Linked DNA regions of Bombyx mori: regions 2 and 3 are each linked to region 1. A link is a contact called in public Hi-C data. All regions are on one chromosome and are shown on one strand. Each heading gives the region's core, a stretch centred on a gene start, on an enhancer-like site or on the middle of the called end of the contact. The rest is flanking DNA. Distances are from core to core; before and after follow the strand shown.

Region 1 (4,077 bases), core at 900-3,399:
CCCAATTTTTTTTTCAAAATATATTATTGCCTCACTCGGTAATAGTGTAGCTTCCAAACAGTGAAAGAATTTTTCAAATCGGTTAAGTAGTTTTGGAGCCTATTCAATACAAACAAACAAACAAATGTTTCCTCTTTATAATATGCATCGTTATTGCGTCGAGTCCGTGACAGTGGAAACAGTCTTTTGAAAATCATATCGAGCAAGATCAAGGGACTGCTGATCAATAGCCTTTGCAGTAGGGACTTGGAAGGAGAAAAAAAATATGTAATGGTATAAAATGTATATAATGATAGTTATATGTTAGATTTTTTTAATATAGATTATAAGTAATTATTACTAACAACATGTTATGGTTTAAAAAAAAACTGAAATAAAGTATTAATAATAATAATAATATAATAATATTAGTATAGATATAGATAGTATAGATAGATGAATAAGTGACGTCTTCGAAACATTGGAACGGGGAGGGCTATTAAGGACAACTGCTTGCTCTCGACCGAAGATTGAGGGAGTGACTTCTAAATGGTAATCTATTTTAATTATCGAGTTTTGGTATTGATGTTGCTTTGTGACATGAACCCACCTTGAGGTCTGAGGTTCGGGTCTAAATTACATTGTTTTAGTTTTTAGTCGCTCTCTCGCCCTTCAAAACGGAACGCATTTAATTGCATTCCAGCCAAAAAAGAGGGATAGTAACAAGGCGCCATTTTCGTAAGATTTCAATTACTTGAATCAAATTGAACGAAAATACGATTTTTTTCATTGGCATTGCAAAACAACAGGCACTCAGATTTGCAATTCTACTACGACTTGAAAGCGTCGTAAATCTTATTACAGGCTTTTAAAGCTCAAAGTTAACTCCAGGTTATTATGCTTTTTTATTGCGACCAGTCGACCGTGGGACCGCTACGCCAGACAAAAAGTAAATCTAGAAATATTGTTGCTAAGGTACAAGGGCTTAGCCGTTGTACTGTTTAAAGTGAGATCTTTCAACTCATATTTCAAGATGGGTGGCGGCATTTACGTTGTAGATGCCTATGGGCTCCGGTAACCACTTAGCACCAGGTGGGTCGTGAGATCGTCCAACCATATATGCAATAAAAATAAAACAACACTACGAACCTGAACTGGACAATAGTATAGATGTAGGGTAATCTATATCACTTCTTTTGCGATCTGAAGATCTACCTAAGCTGAAGGTCTTGAGAGACAATATCAGCGTAACCGGGCGAGTAGGTGAGCACGGGGCACAAACCTGACGTTGTTGCTAATACGAACCCTAGCAAGAGCCGTGCATCGCAGAATCTACCACCGGATCGGAAACGCGACTCACTGAGAAGATCCGGCGAGAAACTCAGTGGGCTGTGTCTGTGGGTTAATTTACTCGCCGAGCCCTTCTTCGCAACTACGTCTTAACAATAAAAGAAAAACAAACCAAGACATACGAACCTAGGCTGTAGTATTGTCATGCGATAATCCCACAAGTACTCCAATCATGAACTTCTCCAGCAAAGGGACTTGTAACCAAACTATAAATAATATTATATTCGTACGTATTATTAAAACAAAAATGCGTTTATCTCAGGCAACTTAAGCCCATAAAATTTCATATACAATTACATAATATTTAAATCAAAATAAAATAAAGTTTATCAGAATTATTGAAAGGTTACTCAATATAAGTTTATTTAGCGATTATGTCTTACCAAATATTATTTAGCACGACGGACTAGGTACATGATCTTTTCGTTCGGTTGCTGTAATCATAACAGGTGTCCGTTCTCTTCGTGCGTATTGCTTATACTAGCGGCGTAAAACCTAAGATGCAAGCGATTTTGTCAATTTATCGTCTTAATATGAGTCGGCACGGGTAGGTACCATGCTCTGCCTATATCTGCCGTGATGCAGTAATGCGCTTTGGTTAGAAGGGTTGGGCAGCCGTTGTACTGTTAAGACGGAGACTGAAATTCTAGTTTCACAACGTGTTTTCAGTAGTTTTTATTTTGTTGAAAATTTGAATTTAAATGAAGCATCACTACTTAACTATTTATTTCTCCCGAACGCTCGACGTTGGTCAGTTAACCGCCTGCTCTATCGTCGTCCAACAACTAATTCTGCAAATCGCTGGCGCTCTTAACTTACGGCTCTCGTCTTATTGCCGATAACATCAATGTGCGTTTAGGCGCAGAACGATCACCAAGGGACCACGTGTACGTGCCTCGATTATTACATAATCTACTATAATTATATAATGTGTACGTATCACTCAAGTAGCCCTTCTCTTGTTGCGAAAATTTTTATTTTTATTTTAGACAAGCTCCAAAATACACCGGCCGTTACCTTGTTACTGGAGTTTATAGTAAACAAAAACAAATACTGCCTTGTAACCTTGAGATAATGCAAGTTGCACCCTTAAAACCGGCACGCTTCGCGGTAGATGTGAAGAAGAAGGTACAGGAGATATCAGGATGTTGCGTGCTTATATCGCAACGGTGTCACCGATTACAAGGTATCGACACAGGGAAGAATTTCCGCCAAACAGGTGAACGAGCTCGCGAACCACCCGTTTAAATGGTCAAGGAGCCCATAGACATGATCAGTCATCACGTGAATGTTGCCATACACCTTGAGATATATGACCAATGTCTATTGTATTGTGAACTGGCTGTCCCAGTCTCCAAGCCGGAACGTAGAACTGCTTTGCGATAGATAAGAGCAAGATGGTGGCACCTGCCCATACGGGCTTACAATAACTAGCTTTATAAAAGTAGCAGATAGGTAACAGTAACACTTGGCAACAACGTCTCTCTATTTTCTAAGGCAATTGGCGGTTTACTTATAGAGAACTGGCAGGACTGTACCAGAATGATGATGTCCATGAACTACAGCAACCACTAACGATTGTGTGAGACGTATGATCGTCTGTCTTCTAAGACAATAACAAATACTAAAAAGAAGATATAGGAAATATAGGGGGATGATTGTATTAATTAATACATGCGGATTTACAACACTATATAATAATGGTATACTTGTTGATGACTATGGGCTCTGGTAAGCCCTGGAAACCTTGACTATATCAATTAATTTAGGCTCGTAAAAGAGTATAATAAAAATATTGTTAAGTAATTCTGTATACTTGACATTATTGTTCAATTTCCGAACCGCGAAGTCATATGTTATTTTCACTGGTTTTTTAATTAAAACGCGGCAGTGTGTGACATATGAAACCGGACACCGGCCTCGCCCTGCGTATGTAAGGCTGCCAGAAAATCAATTTCGTATTGGATAATTTCGATAGGCTTTATTTAACACCGTTGCTTTTTGATATTTATTATTTTCATCACAAAAAGGAACAACTACCCTATTTTTTCACCCCACTCATCTCCACTGCTGGACATAGCCTCCCTCCCCCAAGCTTCGCCACCATAACCGAAATCATTATCAGTGTGCGTAGTGCGCGAGCTTTTTAACGTTCTCGATAGCGTAAAAGTTAACTCAAATTTGTATGGAGTTGGAACGTTTGCCTTTTTTTTTAAATACTATTACAATTTGTTCCCTTTGATCCGCCGCTTGATTACACTTAAAGTTGGAAGCGACATGTCTTAACAAAACGCATAACTTCCAACTGCTTAATTCACATTAAACATATACGACAAATACAAATTGTTATTACAAATTACCTTCAATTGCCTGGAAAAAAAAAACAAATGCTCGGACTTGATGACCTTTTATAGGCGTCAGGATTGCCAATCTCACTGATCGAAGTAGGCTTTTATCCATCAGACCGCATACACATTTCGAAGGTATGCAAATCGAAGAGAAATAATATGTATTGTTATAGTATATTATTGTAAATGCTAACCAAAAAGCAAAAAAAAAACAGGGATAAAATGAAAAGTATTTCAGACGAAGACAAATTAACTATTCAAATAATTGGTGACAATTGACGACCGTCTGGTGTAGTGGTAAGTGACATGGTTACTACACAAGGGGGTCGCGGGTTCGAATCCCGCCAAGGGAAGATATTTGTATGATAAATATAAATGTCTTTTCCAGGGTTATGGATGT
Region 2 (4,077 bases), core at 1,117-3,616, 57 kb after region 1:
TTCGGTTAATAAATTCAGTAGGTAAATTTAGAAAATAATACATACGCCTTAAACATTTTAGGGTCAATAAACACCTTGAACCATCACGAGCGTGAAGGCGAGTATGAAGAAACAGTGACATTGCCGGTGCAAAGGTACGCCGACAGCTTGAGAAGGAAACATTTCGAAAATGGTCATCGAGAGTGAGTACTCTATCAATGCAGAAACAACAAAATCATTTTAAAATCATCGACACGTGTTATTGTAAACAACCACTTCTTAACTTTTTTTTATTGCTTAGGTGGGTGGATGAGCTCACAGCCCACCTGTTGTTAAGTGGTTACTGGAGCCCATAGGCATCTACGATGTAAATGCGCCACCCACCCTTAGATATGAGTTCTAAGATCTCAAGTAAAGTTACAACGGCTGGCCCACCCTTCAAACCGAAACGAATTACTACTTCACGGCAGAAATAGGGAGGGCGGTGGCTCCTACCCGGGCGGACTCACAAGAGGCCCTGCCACCAGTAATAAACTTGACCTGTACCTGAATTGTCATGGCGTCGCAATTCCAATGAATATCCCTACAGTGTTCCCAGAGTATTGGCATTCTTGGGATCTATATTTCCAGCGGTCTTCAGTAAAACTAGTTTTATTCTGTCGAGGAGTCACGAAAACCGGGAAAAAAAAACATAATTAAATATTTCGATAAATTTCATTCAGGATGCCGACTCGCGATGTTGATCAACAGGAAGATTTGATTCCAGGTAAGATTATTTATTTTACACACATTAGAACGCGTTCGAAATCGATTATCATTGTCACGTCATCCGCGGGAATCTTCCTCATAGATTCCAAGAATAATTGGACATTTACATTGTTGATGTCTGTGGGCTCCGATAACCATTTATCACGAGAGGACTCATAAACTCGTTTAAGCAATTTAAAAACCTTCACTTTGTATTATGTCACCGAAATTTAAATAGCACCATCTTATTATTAAGATTCATGTAAATCATTTTATATAATAATCCTTCTGGGCGTGTGCGTATGAGTGTCCTCTTCCTAAATGGCTGGACCGATATTTTATGATTCTTTTGTGCGTCTTCGAGTATATTCGATAATCGTTTGGAGGATGAAAAAAAGTAACATTTGGAAGTTTCAGTTCACTAGATTTTTTAATACATGTCGACGCTTGAAAGCCAAACTTGACTAAGCGACAATGCGTGAACTTTACAGTCGACTAATTTAAATTTGAAATTAATTTAAAATATACCTGAGAAATACCTGAAAAACAATCCATTTTAACGAATCTAGCTATAGGATTGAAATGATTCTAATAGACCTAGAAATATATCTTTTTTTCGCATCGAATATGGTTATTGCCTGTCATTTATGTATAAAGCAGTTATTGTCGCTTAGTCACGTTTGCCTTTCAAGCGTCGATGTATATTCTGAATTCTACATCAATTCACAGGCTCAATAGCATACCGGGAGCGCCAAAAGTGGTTGAATTACGTCGAGATGCCGAACAACCCGTACTCGCCTGAGGCTATACAGAAGAGGCTATCTTCAAAGAGCGCTTCCTCGCTGTTCGACACCATCACCAGAAAAACGAGAGACCTGGAGGATCACAATGAGGAACGCGACGTCCGTGCGACCAGCGACGCGTCTATTGTGGAAGAGAAGCGAAGCGCTTCGTTGAACGCCAGTGCTGAGAATGTTAACAGAACCGACAGAAGAACTAAAAGTCCGTCCCCAAGGATACTGAAAGACGTGCTGGCTGACGACATTCCACAATACAAACGGTATATTAATTGAAACATACACGATCAATAGTGAGTCCGCGCGGGTAGGTACCGCCACCCCCCTGCCTATTTCTGCCGTGAAGCAGTAAAGTCGGTTTGAAGGGTGGCGTAGCTGTTGTAACTTTACTGAAACCTTAAAACTTATATCTCAAGGTGGGTGGTGCATTTACGTTGTAGATGTCTATGGGCTTTGGTAACCATTTAACAACAGGTGGGCTGTGAGCTCGTCCACCCATCTAAGCAATAAATAAAAAAGTCCCTCCGTAGACCCAGAGGTTCTAAGCGATCCGTGAGATACTAGAGATCTTGCTAGGGCCAGTGTTAGCAACACTCTGGTTTGAATCCCGTGAGTTCACCTACACGTTAGGGTGATATAGCCTCTCAAGGCTATCAGCATAGGTAGGGAAAAAAGTAGGTTTTATGAGCGCATCTATTGTTTCAGTTACGGTCGTGATTATTATATAAGGGAGGCGAAGACGTCGGCGGGTGGTCGTTTGGGGCACAGCGATACGAGCTCCACGTCGTCCGTGAGCAAGTGGACGGGCGTGGAGAGCTCCGACCCGGGGTCCGCGTCGCCAGTAAGTGCCTGCAGCTCGTTGAGCGACCTGGAGGCGGCCGCGCTGCACCAGAACCTCGTCCGCGCCGTGCTCAGCCCCAGAAACGCGAGCCCCAACTTCGCGATCAATCCCATATTCGAGAACCCCGATAGACAATACGACAACGCTGTCGAGAATCACGCAACAGACGCACTAAACAGAAACACGAACGTAAGGGAACGTAGTAATGACGTGTGCTACGGAGGTGACGGTTTCGTGGAAAACGAGGATATAGTTAGACTTAAAATACCAAACGAACCTGAAATCACTGAGGATTTATTCGAGAGCTATTCGAACGTTAGGCGCAGCAACACCCTGAGGGGAGACCGCCACAAGCCGCGCCCCGCCCTCCGCTACACGACCTACGCCTTCGGAGGCAGTCTCAGGTTGAGCAAACGGTTCCGCACCGATCTGTGGTGACCACCGCCTCCCGATACCCCCCCATTAACCTCGACCACCTCCGAATCGAATGCGACTAATGATAATCTCATTTAATTAAACCTGAACTGTATGCAATACATATACAGGACGTAGCGAATATAATAAATAAGTTAATTTAATTTAAACCTTTTTAACATCACATTCGTTTCTCAATCGAACTCCAAATGATTCATTCACGTCATAGATTCACAGCCAATATCTAAAATATCTTCGTTTTGACACACAATGTACTTGTCGTGCGTAATCTGAGCATGTTGTTTGATGTAATATGGAACAGCTGACTAACAGCACTACTGCACTTACATTAATAATTAAATAAAAAAACAGTATTACCTTGGTGAAGCACATTATAGATACGTGTTCCCTTTAATGTAATTTTCAGTACTATCACTACAGTAATAAACGTCGAAATTAGTGGTGAGTTGTATTTTGGAAAGTACAAATTTTGACTAACAATACGCTAAAACTAAACTAAACGCTAAAACAAAATTAATAAATATATAACTCACTCATTTCTCACTAACATCCTTAATTTAAGGTTTTTATCAGTTGATAGTGTGAATCTATTTGATTATTTTTTTATACCGTGACTAACAGTCTGACCGCACCTTATTGCACTAAGCGCCGCTTACTCAACACCCTATATAAGCACGCGATTTTTATTATAACCATAAATCTATTTTTCCACTGTTTACATAATCATTTTTATACTAAGTTGTCACTGCTGATTTCGAATCGATTTTTTGATAAAACTAATTTATTACACATAAAATATATAAATATAGAAATTCGAAATCGATATTGCCAACTTAACGAAACAAATATTTCAGGGATTACTTATAAAACAATTCAACTTGATCGCAACGAACCAACAGTACACGAAATTCAATAAAGAACGTCCAATTGAATCAATAACTACGATGACTAATAATAACAATAATACGGATATACTAATTGAATACGATGACGCCAATGAACAGACATTATTTGCCGCCGAACCCGTCGCTGTAGATGAAGATACAGACAAAAAATTCGAAGAAATAATACAAACGGCTTATGAAACAAGAGACGTTGAGAAAGACCAACCGCTCAAATCGCCAGCGAGCGTCGATGACTCTTACATCAGCACCAGTAGCGTTGAAGATTCTATCAAAATATACAACGTGCAGACCGGCGAGATTATGAAGTGTAAACCCGAAGATAGCTTATCAGCGAGATACGGAACCGACTGCAATGACAACGTAGATAACGAAA
Region 3 (4,077 bases), core at 562-3,061, 33 kb after region 1:
AGTTATTGGTTTTTACATCCTCATTAAAATTGATAGGCACCTGGACATTATAAATTAAAGTATTGTTCAAAAATCGAATGGGTATTTCCGCGATTCTGCTCACTTTAAATTTGAATTAAATCATATTATGAATATTCTTTAAATGAGAGCCCATTTTGTAATGGCTCTTATTAAGCACTTGTGATTATGATGATAACGCGAAATTGATAAACACTATACTAAAGTGTTTGTTTATTTTTGTTTGATATTACGTAATACACAGTAGTTTAAACATATCGGCTTGGAAGGGTATCAGGATAACCTTGAACTAACGTGACATCAGGATGGCGTCGTGGCGGCAAAGCCCCTTATTAAACAGTGGATTCGAATTTATATTAACCTCAGTCTATCTTTGAGTTCTTTAAGATCTCTTGCCTAACATTATTTGGGATTCCCTGTTTTACACAACCAGAAACCGCGATGAACGAGAAAGATTTGTGTATAAAATTTTAATTGCTATCTAAATATTGTTCTAAATAAATTGCTACAAATGAAATATCTTGTATCGTACGTGTGAGATTTTTGCGTAGAACGGTCTAAATTTTATTCGGAACTTGTATATTATATGTAAATTTAACTTGAAAATGCCGTTAGCGTTATTCAGGCATTTGCCAAATATATTCCGGCCTACCGTTACAATGTCTATAGAACTGTCTTACTATACTTCTTATGCCACCCCCGATTACTCTCTTTAGACAACCCGTACCCTGGGCCAGGAAGGTTAAGTACCTGGGCGTTACCATGGATGCATCGATGACATTCCGCCCGCATATAAAATCAGTCCGTGACCGTGCCGCGTTTATTCTCGGTAGACTCTACCCCATGATCTGTAAGCGGAGTAAAATGTCTCTTCGGAACAAGGTGACACTTTACAAAACTTGCATAAGGCCCGTCATGACTTACGCGAGTATGGTGTTCGCTCACGCGGCCCGCACGCACATAGACACCCTCCAATCCCTACAATCCCGCTTTTGCAGGTTAGCTGTCGGGGCTCCGTGGTTTGTGAGATCCATTAGATCCAATAACTGTACTGTACATATATACGTGAGTAATCATACCCAGGTAAAATATCGCCTCGGCTTTATTCGTCTGTCTTTTTTCCGCTTAACACAACCAGCCAGACGGCTACAGCTTACGTCACAGTGCAACCGCATAGCCGTTATACAACATCCTTGGGCACGTGCCATTGAAGGGAATTACCCATGAAAGTGGTCAGCCGCAGCGGCCGTGAAAGGGAATACATGATGTTCTCGCGATTTCCGGGCACACAACTATTCCACCGATCAAACTTTTTATAAATTATCACTTTTTATGAAAGACGAATCATAGAAATCGTTCTATGATTACTACCGAGACTACCGAGTCTATAAAAAAATAGATGTTAATAAGAAGAAAGGCGAATCATTAGAAAAATGCGAAATGCGTATTTCATTAGAAAAAGTCTGCGAAAATATTCTGCGAAGCACTGCTCTTGCTAGGGTCAGTTTTAGCAACTTTGGTAGGTTTGAACCCCATGAGCTCACCTACTTGTCTAGTTACGCCTAGATATAGCCTCTCCAGCTCTCAAGGCTATCAGTATAGGTAGGGAAAAAATCGATCTACATGAGATCTAAGAAGAGATAGATAACACATAAGCTATGTACGGGACGTGTATAATTTATATGACATTTCCGACAAGTCAACAGTTCTTTTGAAATGTAATTACTGTAGAGTGTCATTCGAACTAGTGACACGATTATTTTGACGTCTCATGTCAAAAGTATCACTGTCACCCGATTCTGTTATTGACGCTGTTGACATGGTTACAGACAGAGACAAGTTAACAGCTGATAAATGATAATGCATAAGTGCAATGTTCACTGGACGCAATAAATCATAATTATAACAAAACAATCGTTACTTTAATCATATTTGATATGTTTTAATCTATGTAAGGGGCTCTTCAACGTAAATTTCAAGACCTATGATTAACCTGATAGTTGATTAATGTCAATGAAACGAATGACAACACAGGAGATTAAAATTAGATACTGACCACAGCCACCCGGATAATTTGTTATTAGAACTACATAGAATGCTATCAAAATATGAATGTTATCCAACACAAGAGACACAGAACGCCGCCAAACTCAAATCAAGTATTTAAAACACGCGTATTCGCGTGTGATGATTTCCCTAGAATTCAAGGTTCGAAAATGAACGGAATTCGAATTATCTTAATTTTGTCATGGCAACTTTGATTTCAAGCCATTTTCCTGTTTATCTGTATAGCTACCTAAATGATTTAATTTGTATAAGTATTTAATTGAATCTATGTTGTATATTGTCTATATATATATATATGTATATATATTTAAAAGGTAGATTAAGATAAATATGAAAATTCTCGGAATTACATAAAAATAACAATTTTGTTTTTCCTTTGATGTATCCCCCGCCGGACGGATTCCTTTTGTTTGTTTTAAGTTTATTTTATACAAAGGTTTAGCTTGGGCACTAAGAAATCTGCCGGGTCAGCTAGTAAATTACAAAAGTGAATGTTCCAATCATTTTACTAAAAAAGACGTCCTAAGATCGCCGGAATTAAATATGTGTATTATATTCTTAGTACGACTTGCGAATAATAACGTGTTTTTATTTTAATACTATCTGAGTTCCGCGATGTTACCCGCAGTTATTATCGTACCGCGGGAGGCGCCGCGGGGCGAAGCTAGTCTAAAAAAAGTAGCCTAAGTTACTTATTATCATCAGCTACCTATCAATGAGTCTTGTCAAAATCGGTTCAACCGTTCCAGAGATTAGCCGGAACAAACAGACAGACAGACAAAAATTGTATAAAATGTTATTTTGGTGTATGTGTCATATATGTATTCATATACGTGTAGTAAAAAGCGGTTATTTCAATATTACAAACAGACACTCCAATTTTTTTTACATGTTAAGATAAATAAATATGTTTAAAAATGTGACTCGCACACATTATGTTTAATTTATTTTATTGTATTTCTCTGACCCGCGTTACGTCAGGACACGTTATCCTTATTATCGGTTCGAGGAGACGTACATTAAATGATATATTCAATGCAAATTTTACTTCCGTTCTCGATTGAATACAAAACGAGTCTTTTAACTTAATTTTAAAATTATAATGCTCCAAAACAACTTTCGATCTCTTAAATGCAACAACACAGATTACTTAACTAATCAACTCGTCATCTATATATTAATATTCAAATAATACATAACTAGTGTCTATACTAATATATAAATCTACAGTGGTTTTTACGGATGTTCCGTTATAACTACTGAACCATGTATCCGATTGACTTGTAACTTGGTATCCATGTAGAAAATACATGTACTTAATGGATAGTCTAATATTTATATGAGTGTTGGACTCCCTACACCAGTTGCGGGGGCGTTAATGATGATAATCTTTGTGGGGGTGGAAATAATAATGTTAATTTTTTTTTCTTCCGTAAATTGGTTGACGAGCTCACCGCCCACCTGGTGTTAAGTGGTTACTGGAGCCCATAGACATCTACAACGTAAATGCGCTACCCACCTTGAGATATAAGTTCTAAGGTCTCAGTGTAGTTACAACGGCCGCCTTACCGTTCAAGCCGAAACGCTATACTGCTTGACGGCAGAAATAGGCGGGGTGGTGGTATCTACCCGTGCGGACTCACAAGAGGTCCTACTAGCAGTAAAACCTGATATCTCAAGGTGGAATCCGTATCGTCATGTCTATGAGCTCCGATAACCGCTAACAAGCGTCGTATATGCCACGATTTCGTCCGCTAGCAAGCGCATAAAAACTCCCCAATTGTTGTGTAAAACAAAACGATTGTTTGCTTCAAACAATTCGGTGTAGTTGTTTTTCAAACAAAGTCTCATGCGATATGTATCGGAATAACAAAATGATTTAATAATAAACATTTTGTTAACCTTATAAGTTGTATTTCTCGACGGTAGCAAGAAAGCTAACAAACGCTAAGTAATTTTACTTTTTTTTTCCTGCCTAAACTGGCAGCTTTG

Evidence for each region. A called contact is a pair of places that touch in the nucleus more often than the background predicts.
Region 2: a contact with region 1 is called in a Hi-C map of whole pupa, with 3 times the contacts expected there. The contact joins two enhancer-like sites. A contact is called at or near these places in 3 of 7 Hi-C or Micro-C datasets (middle silk gland and whole pupa).
Region 3: a contact with region 1 is called in a Hi-C map of midgut, with 2.0 times the contacts expected there. The contact joins two enhancer-like sites. A contact is called at or near these places in 4 of 7 Hi-C or Micro-C datasets (middle silk gland, midgut, posterior silk gland and 1 more).

What each region holds. Positions count from the first base shown.
Region 1 is chr5:1,535,487-1,539,563 of ASM3026992v2, forward strand. All of the region lies in intron 5 of LOC101745080, which reads left to right. Among protein-coding and RNA genes, the nearest start is that of LOC105841641, 23 kb to the left of the region's middle. Within about 2 kb of position 2,150, at least 5 of the 8 cell types and tissues checked have open chromatin away from gene starts, as enhancers often do.
Region 2 is chr5:1,592,730-1,596,806 of ASM3026992v2, forward strand. LOC101745080 reads left to right here. Exons shown (of 15, transcript XM_012690409.3): 10 at 62-182; 11 at 702-745; 12 at 1,456-1,786; 13 at 2,229-2,553; 14 at 3,654-4,077. Among protein-coding and RNA genes, the nearest start is that of LOC134198866, 5.6 kb to the left of the region's middle. Within about 2 kb of position 2,367, at least 4 of the 8 cell types and tissues checked have open chromatin away from gene starts, as enhancers often do.
Region 3 is chr5:1,569,045-1,573,121 of ASM3026992v2, forward strand. The region is part of intron 5 of LOC101745080; the gene reads left to right. Among protein-coding and RNA genes, the nearest start is that of LOC134198866, 18 kb to the right of the region's middle. Within about 2 kb of position 1,812, at least 4 of the 8 cell types and tissues checked have open chromatin away from gene starts, as enhancers often do.